Linked DNA regions of Mus musculus: region 2 is linked to region 1. A link is a contact called in public Hi-C data. All regions are on one chromosome and are shown on one strand. The core of a region is the stretch at or near the end of the contact, and the rest is flanking DNA. Distances in the headings are between cores, read along the strand shown.

Region 1 (6,482 bases), core at 1,607-4,106:
TGCTTCTTGGTCATGATGTTTGTGCAGGAATAGAAACCCTGACTAAGACAGTCCCCAAGGAGTTGAAATTTCCCCCAGGAAATTTCCTGGGAGAATGCTGTGCAGCAGTTTCTTCTAAGGGCAAAACCTTCCATCTTGGGAGGAAACTTTTTAAGACATAGGATGTGACAAGAGCAGGTTTTAAGCAGGGTGTTTACAGGGAGTGAAACAGGATGGTCTAAGGAGAGGCAAAGCCCTCCCTCTTGCTGGGAAGCTCATTAAGACTGGAAGTAGACAATTCAAACAGCTTCAGGAAGTCCCTGAAACTGAACAGATTCACTAGGCTTCTCTCCTCTAGAGTATATAGGCAGTAAAGAATCCTTCACTCATTCTCTGACAAGCTAAATTGTCTATAAGATCCTCAGACAAGCAGAGCTGCCTGGAAGATATGCAGAACAACTGAACTCCCTGCTCAGCACACCTCCATCCTATTGATCTGCCTGCAGGCTATGCAGTGTGCTTCAGATTGCCAGCTTTCATGAGCTGTCATCCATGCAGCCTGGGCTTTGGTGATGGCAACTGTCTGAGTCACTTCTGCTTTTGTAAGCGTCTTAGTGTTCTATTGCTGTGAGTAGACACAATGACCAAGGCAATGCTTATAAAGGAAAGCATTTGATTTGGGCTGGCTTGGAGTTTCAGAGGCTTAGTCCATTATCATCGGGGCAGGAAGCAATGGTGGCACACAGGCAGGTATGGTGCTGGAGAAGTAACTGCAAGTTTTACATATTGATCTTTAGACATCAGATAGAGACAATGGGCCTGGTGTGGGCATTTGAAACTTCAAAGTCCATCCCTAGCAATGCACCTCTTCCAACAAGACCACCCTTCCTAATCCTTCCAAACAATTCATTAGTCAAGTATGCAAATATATGGGAGCCATTCTCATTCAAACTACCACGGTAACCTTAGTAAACTCACTGGTTCACCAGGTTGGACTTTGGTGGTATCCTCCCTTTGGGCAGCTGTTGGCGCTCTATTAGGTGTGAGTGGATATCTGTTTTAACCTCCCCATGAACAATGTCACACAACACACTAGGAAAAGGCTGAAGCCCGTTGTCAGCCAGAGGACGAAATTGCCTCCCTGGAAGAGATTTAACACAGTTGACAACTTGTCAGACCACCGGGTGAGAGAGACAGTGATTGGCTGGACCACACCTTGTTTAGTTATTGGGGTCTCTTGTTATTTATTTTAACTCAAATCTTCAAGAAGGATCTGAAGGCAGAGCACCTGTCATGAGTTCCCCTGGAACCTACGGGCTCCTGAAGGTTGATCTCTGACCTCTCTACCCCACCCCCATCCTTGACACCCATGGGCCAAATAATAAGTAAAAACTTGTATCTCAGGTCAGTACTTCAGTGATAACCTTGGGTTTTGGGAGGGTGTCTTGGTTTCCTTATTTGTTCCCCTCCTAACATGACCACATTGGGTACGTCTCCTCTCTCTCTGTTGACTGGCAATTACATCTTTAATTGGCCTATTGAGGACAAGTGGCGGAGCCTAGCTTGTAAGGGCCGCCAGGACCCGGGCTTCAACACTCATCTGGTACAGAATGAGACAGCCAGAACCACTCCCCTGGTGTATCAGAATTCTATAATTTGACTTTCAAGAGTGTTTTGTTTTGTTTTTTTTTTTTTTAGATGAAACCATCTTTAATTAACAAAGATACAGTTTTCCCTAGTGGTGGGAAGATTGGGGTCTTGTGTGTGTCACTCAGCAGTAGTGAGAACCTGGGCTCAACTGGAAGCATCAAAAATGACTGAGAGTGACCATTCTGACATTTCTCAGTTTAAACCCCTGCTTGGCAGAATACTGGCTTTTCAAACATGCCCCCTCTTCCCGCTCTCCCTCACTACCAGCAAGCCGGTTATCCCACATGTGGTCCCTTCCCAGTGGGCTAGAATCATGAGCCAGGAGAAGCCATTTGTCCTGGTTTGTTCCCAAGCGATTGGTTACTCTGTAGCATGCTTTTCTCTTCTGCCCTACTTCTGAATTCTTGTTTGCATACACCTTCATTAGGATGAGGTCACCCGTGGCAGGAGAGGTTAATCTTGACTGTTTTTTTAACAAAGCAGAGCCATAACCTGTACTGTCCCTGCTCCTGCCCTTACATGTCAGCTTCCCCTCCCTTAGATCTGGGTACTGTTGTAGATATTTCTCTCTTCCAGGAGCATTCACTGTGTCGTCTGGATTAAAGGCAGTGTGAGTAGGCTGAATCTCCTCCTCCTCCTCCTCCTCCTCCTCCTCCTCCTCCTCCTCCTCCTCCTCCTCCTCTTCCTCCTCCTCCTCCTCTTCCTCCTCTTCCTCCTCCTCTTCCTCCTCCTCCTCTTCCTCCTCCTCCTCTTCCTCCTCCTCCTCTTCCTCCTCCCCCTCCCCCTCCCCCTCCTCCTCTCTGTATGTGTGTGTGTTTCTGAAAAGTGGACTCAAGTACTCACACAAGTTAGGCAAGTACTCTACCATTGAGCCATATCCCGAGACCTTTATCATATTTTAAACCACTGACAAGAATCATCTTTGACCGGTCTCTAAACCTACAGGACATGAGACAGTATATTTCCTATGCACTTATTGAAGTCTGTTGTATATGTGTACACACACATGTGTATATGTGTACATAGATATCCAGAATAACCATATGCCTTCACGGGAAGGGATAAGAGAAAGAATACTGGAGGTGTTCCGTATCCCATCATCCTCTGGGAGGACTGAGCTCTGGAGCAGTGGCTGAGGTGGCTGGAGAGGTGAATCTGAACTGTGGAGAGCTGGAACTCAGGCAATCTCTTGGATCCAAGCAAGGAGAACTGCGGAACGCGAGCCACCGAAGCCACGCCCATTTTCCTTTTGTCTGAGGTCTAGTCATGCAATGTGTGCTCTTTTTCCTAGGCGCATGTTAGACAACACCTTTCTGGAAAGAAATCAAGAGTGAAGCAAGCCAGAGCATCGGAATGCTGCACGGACGCCTGCTTATGTCTTTCGATTCAAGGCCATCATTTTCAAAAAGCAAGGGAATGTTTTGTCTTCAGGCTAAGCAGCTTTCGTAGCTCTGCGCTTTCTAGGGCTGTGGGGTTAGAAAGCAGCCATTGATCCAGCTTGCTAAGGCGACTGCCCTGGCTGTCCTCTAGCCTTGATTTTTCTAAAGCAAACGCCTGACCGTAAAATAATCGAAGGGGCTCTAGCAGGCCTGAGCACCGCAAGCATAGCTCTGGCAGGCCTTCTCCTCCCCCCTTCTCTTTCCTTTGCTAAGCCGCAGATCCCATTCCTAAAGCTAGCCACCAAGGCTAGCTTTCCCCTTATTTGGCCAATAACCTGTCCAATGAGAATGAACTAACTCATCCCAACAGGGTTTCCCCTTTCCCCTTTATAAACTGCATTTGCCTATGGGCCAGGGCTGCCTCCTCTCTATCCAGAGGCAGTTCTTTGTTCCTCCAGGGCAAGTTTCCTCTCTCCAACCATCTTGTTCCTTTTCCCTTCTCCCTTGTCCAGTCTCCTGCCTTTGTCCCTTATTCCTGCCCCCGCCCCAGGGGTGGGGGTGGGGGCAATTAAACCTCCTTTGTGCTGAGACCTTGGTTTTGGTGTTTCCTGTGCCAACTCTGGCCCATTCAATAAACAGCCTTTTTTTTTTTTCCATTTTTTATTAGGTATTTAGCTCATTTACATTTCCAATGCTATACCAAAAGTCCCCCATACCCACCCACCCCCACTCCCCTACCCGCCCACTCCCCCTTTTTGGCCCTGGCGTTCCCCTGTTCTGGGGCATATAAAGTTTGTGTGTCCAACGGGCCTCTTTCCAGTGATGGCCGACTAAGCCATCTTTTGATACATATGCAGCTAGAGTCAAGAGCTCCGGGGTACTGGTTAGTTCATAATGTTGATCCACCTATAGGGTTGCAGATCCCTTTAGCTCCTTGGGTACTTTCTCTAGCTCCTCCATTGGGAGCCCTGTGATCCATCCATTAGCTAACTGTGGGCATCCACTTCTGTGTTTGCTAGGCCCCGGCATAGTCTCACAAGAGACAGCTACATCTGGGTCCTTTCGATAAAATCTTGCTAGTGTATGCAATGGTGTCAGCGTTTGGATGCTGATTATGGGGTGGATCCCTGGATAAGGCAGTCTCTACATGGTCCATCCTTTCATCTCAGCTCCAAACTTTGTCTCTGTAACTCCTTCCATGGGTGTTTTGTTCCCACTTCTAAGGAGGGGCATAGTGTCCACACTTCAGTCTTCATTTTTCTTGAGTTTCATGTGTTTAGGAAATTGTATCTTATATCTTGGGTATCCTAGGTTTTGGGCTTTTAAAGAGCTTCCCAATCCAGGACACTTTTGGTTGCCCTTTTCTCTCTGGGATCTAGAAAAGACAATCCAGGGGTACCTTTCAAACTGATTTTATTTTAGCTGAATGAACTAGTTACTGTATGCTCAGACATTATACGGAGTGCTTTCCAGCTATTATACCATACAGGGAATAACCCTGGGCTGTAGGATCTTAAAAGAGTCCTTTTGTTAGTTGTAAAATCGTATGTCTTTGAGTATGGTCCCACGAGTACAGGTCTCTGGGGAATCCAGAAGAGGACACACGATCGCTGGAACTGGAGTTAAAGGCAGTGTCAGGCTCCTGATGTAGGTGCTGGGAAACAAACTTGAGTCTTCTGCAAGAGCAGTACTTATTCTTAATGGCTGAGCCCTGGTATTGTCACTTTAAAGTTTAGGTGTTTGTGCTGGGTAATTTTATGTCAATCTGACACAAGCTAGAGTCATCTGAGGGGAGGGAACCCCATTTGAGAAAATGCTTCCATAAGAGCCGGCTATAGGGAAGCTTCTAGGGTTCTTTCTCTTTCTTTCTTTCTGGTTCTTTCTTTCCTTCCTTCTTTCCTTCCTTCCTTTCTTTTCCTTCCTTCCTTCCTTCCTTCCTTCCTTCCTTCCTTCCTTCCTTCCCCCTCCCCTCCCCTCCCCTTTTCTTTTCTCTTTTCTCTTCTCTTCTCTTCTCTTCTCTTCTCTTCTCTTCTCTTCTCTTCTCTTCTCTTCTCTTCTCTTCTCTTCTCTTCTCTTCTCTTTTCTTTTCTTTTCCGAGACAGGGTTTCTCTGTATAGCTCTGGCTGTCCTGGAACTCACTCTGTAGACCAGGCTGGCCTCGAACTCAGAAATCCGCCTGCCTCTGCCTCCCAAGTGCTAGTATTAAAGGCGTGTGCCACCACGCCCAGCTGGGCATTTTCTTAATCAGTGAATCTTGTGTAAGGACGCAGACCACTGTGGGTGGGGCTACCCCTGGGCTGGTGGTCCTGGGTTCTATAAGAATGCAGGCTGGGCTATCAAAGCTGGTCTCTGAGTTCCTGATTCTCTTTCTTCCATCTCTTGAATGCTATGATTTTGTTTGTTGTTTCTATTATGACTGCTTAGGGTTTTCCGCTGTGAACAGACACCATGACCAAGGCAACTCTTATAAGGACAATGTTTAATTGGGGCCAGCTTACATACAGGTTCAGAGGCTCAGTCCATAATCATTGAGGCATGAACACGGCAACATCCAGATAGACATGGTGCAGGTGGAGCTAAGAGTTCTGCATCTCCATCTGAAGGTTGCTAGTGGAAGACTGTCTTCCAGTCAGCTAGGATGAGGGTCTTAAAGCCCATACCCACAGTGACACACCTACTCCAAAAGGGCCACACCTTCTAATAGTGCCACTCCCTGGGCCGAGCATATACAAGCCATCACAAAGACAGAGAAAATCTTGCTTGTAATCCAGGCCACCCTGGAACTCAGCATGTAGCCCAAGTGCATCTCAAACTCACTCTATACCTGATTCTTCTTCCCAAGTGCTAAGACAGCAGGCAGGTAGCCCTACGCTCAGCTCTGCAGATATTTACAGTGTTAACTGTACAGCAACTGAAGCTCTGAGGGCTGTTTTTGGTTGCTGGCATATAACTGGGGCCTTGTGCATACTAACAAGCACTGTACCACTGAACAGTGGTGCCCGCAACCCACAACCTGCAAGCCACAGAGCTTAGAGTCTTGACTCAAAGCTCATAACACCCCTAGAAGGTTAGTTCCATCATTCTCCTATGTTATAAATGGAAGCCTTGAATCCAACAATATTTTTAAAAATATCTTTTATTACTATGGTTTTTGTGTGTGTGTGTAGGTGTGTGTGCCACAAAACACATGTGAGGTTAAGATGACAATTTGTCAGTTCTCCCATTTCAACACAAGGGAGCAGGGGATGGAATTCAAGCCATCATGCTTACAAGTCAAATGCTTTCCCTACTGAGCCATCTCCCATCTCTAACTATATTAGACTGTATTCATCCCCCACACTGTATTCACGTAGTACTTACTTCATCCAACATTTGGAGAAAGGTGTTATTATTATATACAAAGTAAAAGACATTATGTGATTACAGACTTTTAGTTGATATTTTAATGTGGCTTTGAATAAATTTAACCCTTTG
Region 2 (6,482 bases), core at 1,855-4,354, 200 kb before region 1:
TATCTGCAGACCCTGGTGGACTGATTGGAATTTCAGAGCTGTGTCGAGATTAGAATTTTATAGGTTCGGAGGCTAATTACTTAATCTTGGGCTAGGCTTAGCTTCTGGAACAGCTCTTCCTTGTCCCACTCTGTATCTGAACTAACACCACTGATAATAAATTAAAGCCTCTTAGAAGCCATTAACTTAGAACTAACATCTTGTGATAATAAATAAAAACCTCTTAGACGCTATTAACTTAGCAGAACACTGCCTTCTGCCAATCCAAGAGCCAAGAATGTCTTCAGAACGCATCGTAGGCCTATAGTGAGAGGCCAAATCTTGTAAGGTCAGACTCCATTTTAGAGAACCTGACCTAAGTTTGAACTCGGGTAAACTGACAGGCCGGTACCTAGCATGAGTTTCCAAGTTGCCTCCCCCACCCCCCAGCTCCCCCCAACAAAACCCGAGCCTAGCTCTAGTCTCTAGGCTAATTTCCAACAAGACCAGTGCCTTCAGGTTACCCCCTCAACAAGACCAGCATCTCCAGGTTATTCCCCCAACAGATCTGTGCCCCCCAGGTTACAAGCCTGCTCCCTGCATTGTGACCACCAATGCAGAGGAGAGCAGAAATTAAGTTTATGATATGACTCCCAGCACCAGCCAATTATGTTAAAGGCCACAGTAGCTATCCAATGAGATGCTTGCACACTTACCCCCTTACCCCTGTCACTGTATGCTGCTTACTATAAAGTCTTGCCCAGAACTGGGCTCCACCACCACCCAAACTGTGCACTGGAGGGCCTGAGCCAGCTCGAATAGAATAAAATAGAATAAAGGGCCTATTGTAACTTACATCCGATCGGTTCCTATCTGTTTTTTTGGAGTGGTGGGGGTGGGGATCACTACACTTCCCTTGCTCTACAATGGAACAGCTCCCCCATCTCACTGTACAGCCTCTCTGATGCACCCGCCAGAGCATTTTAATGTTGCCTTGGCTTATGACTTCCTTTGGTCTGTAAAACAATGAACAGCTGTGAAATGGCTACCGTGTGGCAACATAGAATTTGGGGTAACCTAATTCTGAGTTCCTGGGCCACACACACTGAAAATAGCTCCGGAAAAAAAATGGTTTCTCATTCCCTTTAGGTCGAGAACGATTTTGTTTGCTTTTAACATCCACAGCACCATACAGTCACACTCAGTCGCGGGTCCCTCCTAAAGGCTGTAAATGCAATCACAGCTAGGCATGGGGACTCAGTTCAGCTGGGCGTGTCATGGGTAGCATTCATGAAGCGCCAGCATAAACTGGGAATGGTGGCACAGACTTGTCACTACAACAGGCAGAGGCTGTGGCATTAGGTATGCAAAGTCATCCTCAGCTATCAGGGCAGTCTGAGCTCAAGACCTTGTCTCCAGTAAACAGTGCCGGCCATCGGGCCATCTGTGTGAGTCCCAGGGGGTAGGCAGACTACAGCACAGCAGCTGCCCTACAAGGAGGTGGCCTTAGGTGTTGAGTCTCTTTCTGAATTCAGGGTGTTAGCATTCTGTCTAAACCCCACCCCACTGTTACCTGGCAACAGCCAGGTAGGCCTGACCCACTATAAAAGAGGCTGCTTGCCTCTTCCTCCATCTTTGCCGTCTTGCTTATATCTCTTGCCCTTGCCCTCCCCTTCCTCCCTCTCTCCACGTGCTCATGGCCATGGCCACCCTCCTCTTCTCTCTCTCTCTCTGCCTTTCTCTGCCTCTACTACCCTCTTATCTCCCCTCCCCATGCCCTGAATAAACTATACTGTACTATACCATCGTGTGGCTGGTCCCTCAGGGGGAAGGAATGCCTTGGCATGGGCCTGCTGAGACATCCCCTGCTCCCATATCTCAACCACCCCCATAAAACATTCTTTCTCTCTTTATCTTTTTATCAACACATCTCAGGGGTTCTGCCAGCGTGTCTTCATGGTACCCCCTCTACTTCTGAGGATAAACCTCAGGTTTGGAGATGTTTAGAAGTGAACATATCGCCCTATACAAGAAGACCCATCCGGACGGAATCCATTGCAGAGCACAATGCTCCCCAAATCACACTTAGAGGGCCCTCCCTAAATGTCTCAGGATAGCTGTCCCAGAGGCTCTCATGTTCTCTTGCTATCTACAAGCTGTAACCCCTCCTCCCGTTGCTAGGGCTTTCTTTTCTACACTGCACAACCCCTTGGCCCCTCTTTCTCAAAGAGAAGAGAAGGCCAATGGTGAATAACATGCTTAAAGATATTTTTATTCGATTACAACTCAAAGGATACAAAGGTGCGAAAGAGGGTACTGATGTTTGCCCGGCCCTCTTGTCCTTCCATCTCATGCACCAGGCGTAAGAGCCCATCTTTAAAAGGATGGCTGTGCAGTGGTCTACACTGCCGTCTGCTAAGGTATAGTATTAAGTTCCTAGCTTTGTCTACAGTTTTGGCAGAGCTGGGAGAGAGGATCTTTCAAAAAACCAGCTGTGTGTACCTGTGGTTCTAGGAAGAGACTGTTCTTTTGTAGGGAAACAAAACCCTTTATGGGCTCTTTAAAAATCAGCCAACTGGGGGCAGGACCCCAGAAGTCAGGGGAGAGAGGGTGACTAAGAATCAGCAAGAGGCTTTGCATATGAGAGGGAAAAAAATGCAAAGGGTATCTCCAGACAGAGATCGGTCTATCCCCCACCCCCACCCTCCTGAAGATCTTTAGAAAGAACCAGGGAGGCCAGTGGCCTTGGGAGCCTGCCAGCCTACCGTCCTGAAGGAGGGAGGCTTGGACTATTCGTGTGGGTACCAAAGGAAACCAACCTCCCTGGCTCCAAGGCTTGTGTTGGCGTGAACCTTAGGCTGTTGTCCTCTCTGAGGGCTAGCCTCCTCACGCTGCCTAGAGAAGGTTCTTCTGACCTTCTGGGAACAGGGAGTGGGGTGCCAGTCAGAATACAAGAGAGGGTACAGAACGTTCGTAGATAAAAATAAACGGCCTTTGCCAGGCTGGGAAATAAATTAACTTTGCTTCAAATGTAAATGTCCCCGCAGGGGCTGAAAGTGTATTCTAATGACCTTGTAGGGCCAGATGGAAGAGGAAGAAAAACAACACATCACTGGCCTAGCCCCATCTTCTCTAGACTTTAATTTCCTCCTTTGAACAAAGGGACAATGAGGCGCTGATGGAACGGAACTGGTTGCAGGGCTGGCTGTTAAATGTGAAAAGGAAGAGATTGAGGCTTTAGAGCCACCACTTGAGCTCTACTTTAGACTAGCAACAGTCCCAACCTCTAGAAATAAGACTGGGTTAGCTAAGGTCAGGAGTGTCACTGCGCTGATTTTCTTGGTTTCCTCTCTGGATTTGTTCTGTGACTCAGTTTTCCTTTGTCTCACTCCCCTACCCCTACCCCCCCCCCCCCCCACCAAGTCTTGTTCTCAGTTTGACTGGGCTCTCCAGAAACCCTTATTTGATAGGTTCCTTCTTCTGTCGCCAGAGAAATGAGCCAATTCGAACCAGATTAGATTATGTTAAAGGCAGGTTTATTGGGAAGCTGCAAGTTCACTGGCCCCAAGGACTGGGGTCAGGGAAGTCGCCATGGGGAAAGGAGGTAGGGGAGAGAGAAAGACAGAAAGGGCATGCATGATGAGAGAGGAGAAGAAGGAAAAAGAAAAGAAACAGCGGGAGGAAGAGGAGGGGAGACACCAAAATGCCTGGATTACATAGATGGTAACTGAAACCCACTGCCTATGACACATCCTAGTAGTTAGCAATCTCCAACTATTGGTCGGCCATTAATTCAACCCTAAGGTCTTATCAAGAAATTCTGCCAAGTGGGCAAGATGACCCCAAGTAACAACACTCTTCAAAAAGAAGAACGTTAAAATACGTAAGCAAAGGAGAGCCTAAAAGCCTGGCTGTGATCACCGTTCTATCTGCGCAGGGATTAAAGGCTTCTTGCATCTAAGGAACATCTCCCACCGCGATGCCTGTCCTTGGAAATCTGTGCATTGCCGATTCTTACCCTGAAGAATGCTAATGTCTCCTCCGGGCTTTTTCCATGCGGTGGTGCAGTGGTGCACATACAGCTACTGCCTAAAATCAAAAGACCGAGCCGAGCCCCTTCATTTATTGTTCTCCTTTAATCTGCACTTTGTTTTGAATAAAGGGACACCTGTTAATCCCACTGGGTGAGAATAAGACCACTACTACAGTTTGGAGCTGAATTTGAAGCAAGCTTTAATTATGTACTGGTCAGAATGAAGGACTCAGGCTCGGTCCATTCTGGGCTTCCCTGAAAATACTGATGAGTTACACTTTGCAGGGGCTTATAAAGGCAACCTCGTACGGTCTCACCCAGCCCAATGGGGGTTAGGGGAAGCATATATCCAGACGTATTTCCTGCCTGGTACTTCTTACCTCCATGTGATCAAGCACATGCAGTGTAGTTGGGTCAAACAAACTTGTGTAGGGGACCAAACCCGCGTGGCTGGTAATCTTCCATGAACAATAGCCTCCAGCATTTCAGTAAGTCTCTCTCCTTGGGCAGGGGCTTACAAGTTAGAGGCATGCTTGTTTTAGGGATCTTTTAGCCACAGTAATTAAAACTTGAAACCTAACTTTGGCTCTCATGCATCTTGTACCATGAAAAGGGAAAAATAGGGTTGCTGATAAATACTGTACGTGTGTCAGTCAGTTCTCAGAACCTAAGAAACTGAGATAGAAAAAAAGATAATGGAAAAATAAAAGGAAGCAATTCTGGCATCCTCTTTGCTGTTGTAAACCTCCCGTCTCCTCCAAGGGGCCAGACTTGCAGTCTCCTGTTTCTGCTTGAGTTGTTCAAAGTATAACCTGGAGCCAGGACTTGAATGAAATTTAAAGATGACAGCATATGGGAAATGCATAACTCTAAGGTGTATATGAGTTAGACTCTTATATTCATAACCAGCTCCTCTCTGGGCCACAGCCCAATGGACACTGTGTTAAAGAGTTTTGTTGTTTTTTTTTTTTTTTTCGTTTTTTTTTTGCTTTTTAACCTCTAAGCGTGTGGAGTGAATTATCACAGGAAAAGTACTGAAGGTTCCAACCCTCTTGTTTCTTACTCTTGTAAGAAAACAGAACGCAACAATGTTACTAACTGTGTCCTTTCCCCCATAGAATTGAGGACTTCATAACAGGACCAAGCTCGACAGAGAAAGCCAAGAAGACTTTCTTTCTGGCCTATGGTAGAGGAGGTTATCTCCTGGACAACATCTCAGCCCCTCGGTGTTCAGGAGAGCACAGACATAGAGCAAGAGCTAAGCTGGACAGAATAATAAGGGGAGGCTCATGGTGTCATGTATGCGTGTGCATTGTAATGGAGTTCAGCTAGCCCTCCTGAGTAGAAACGTCTGACTTTAGGCTTCCTATTCTTAAAGATAAACAGCTAGGCTTAGTAGGAAGTGCATATCTGAGACTGACTCGTATCTCAGGGCTACTGCAGTGCCATACATGATCACAGGACACTCACAAGATGGGGGTTTGGAAGGCATTGATAGAAGGAAATTTGGTTTAAGCTCTGAGCCTTCTTGTGCCATTAACTTGGAAGACAGGTTAGAAAGTACAGGCAACATTGTGATCAAGACTGAATCAAGACACATCCCAGATACGTTGCCTCTCCTTAACGCTGGTGCTTTTTCCTTATCCATCCTCAACTCCGTTCTGTGTTGGCCTGTATCCTGAGCCAACGTTAGTCTCAATTCCTCTCCAGTCAAACTGACACAAGACAAAAAGATGGGGGTAATTTAGGAGTCACGGGAAGATACTTTTGAGTTGAAGTTTCTTGAGGGGACTGTCTCGGGCTGCTCAACTAGCAGCATCAGCTTGTATCTTAGGCTGTAGCTGGTATGGGTTTGGGGTCATTCTGAGGTTTGCAGGTCTGACCACGAATAAATGTAACAAAGAAGAGGCTTCATTCAGATACTGGTGCCGCAGAACCACGGTGTTAGCACTGCACCTAAGGTTGCCCTCAAGATGCATCATCCCTGAGTTACATTAGTTGGAGGTTTATAATGGCAAAACTTAACTACTTCCTGCCTCTGTGCAATCAGAGGCAAGCACACATCCTAATCTACTTCCTGCCTGCATATAATCAGGCAGGCGTCCTGACTGTGGGCAGTCAGGGGCAAGCAAGTTTGTTTACAGAAGTGAAAACATGCAGTTTGCTGACTTACATAAAAAAGGTCGGGCAGTTACAAGACCAGCTGCCAGGATTCCTGGAAGTTCTTTGTCCTTGGGCAAGTGGGGCCTACAGGTTAGAGGCATTTCTGTTTTATAGATCTCTTAAGCTCAGTTATTTTAAACCTTTAAACATAATGTTCACCATTACATTGCCAACCAAGTCTCTCCTGACCTGTTTCCTTAGTACTAATGTAGAGTTTCCCACGAAGTCTCCAAGGTTTTTCTTGGTCCAGTACTGTTCCAAACTCCAAGTAACTACGGGACAATGGTGGTCAGATGTCTTTCTGCTC

What was found. A called contact is a pair of places that touch in the nucleus more often than the background predicts.
Region 2: a Hi-C map of embryonic stem cells shows a contact between it and region 1, with 2.6 times the contacts expected there. The contact joins two enhancer-like sites. A contact is called at or near these places in 1 of 15 datasets of contacts at CTCF or cohesin (large pre-B cells), 4 of 484 Hi-C or Micro-C datasets (Th17 cells, cortical neurons and embryonic stem cells), 8 of 115 datasets of contacts at active chromatin or transcription factors (a beta-TC-6 cell line, embryonic stem cells, forebrain and 3 more) and 1 of 9 other capture datasets (embryonic stem cells).

What each region holds. Positions count from the first base shown.
Region 1 is chr15:97,391,150-97,397,631 of GRCm38.p6, reverse strand. It overlaps Gm41393 (a long non-coding RNA gene), which reads left to right. Exons shown (of 4, transcript XR_875638.3): 4 at 2,921-2,988. Among named protein-coding and RNA genes, the nearest start is that of Gm41393, 13 kb to the left of the region's middle. Within about 2 kb of position 2,856, at least 20 of the 459 cell types and tissues checked have an H3K27ac peak or open chromatin away from gene starts, as enhancers often do. A contact at or near this core is called in embryonic stem cells, where this site is marked.
Region 2 is chr15:97,590,538-97,597,019 of GRCm38.p6, reverse strand. No RefSeq gene overlaps it. Among named protein-coding and RNA genes, the nearest start is that of Gm41394, 26 kb to the left of the region's middle. Within about 2 kb of position 3,104, at least 19 of the 459 cell types and tissues checked have an H3K27ac peak or open chromatin away from gene starts, as enhancers often do. A contact at or near this core is called in embryonic stem cells, where this site is marked.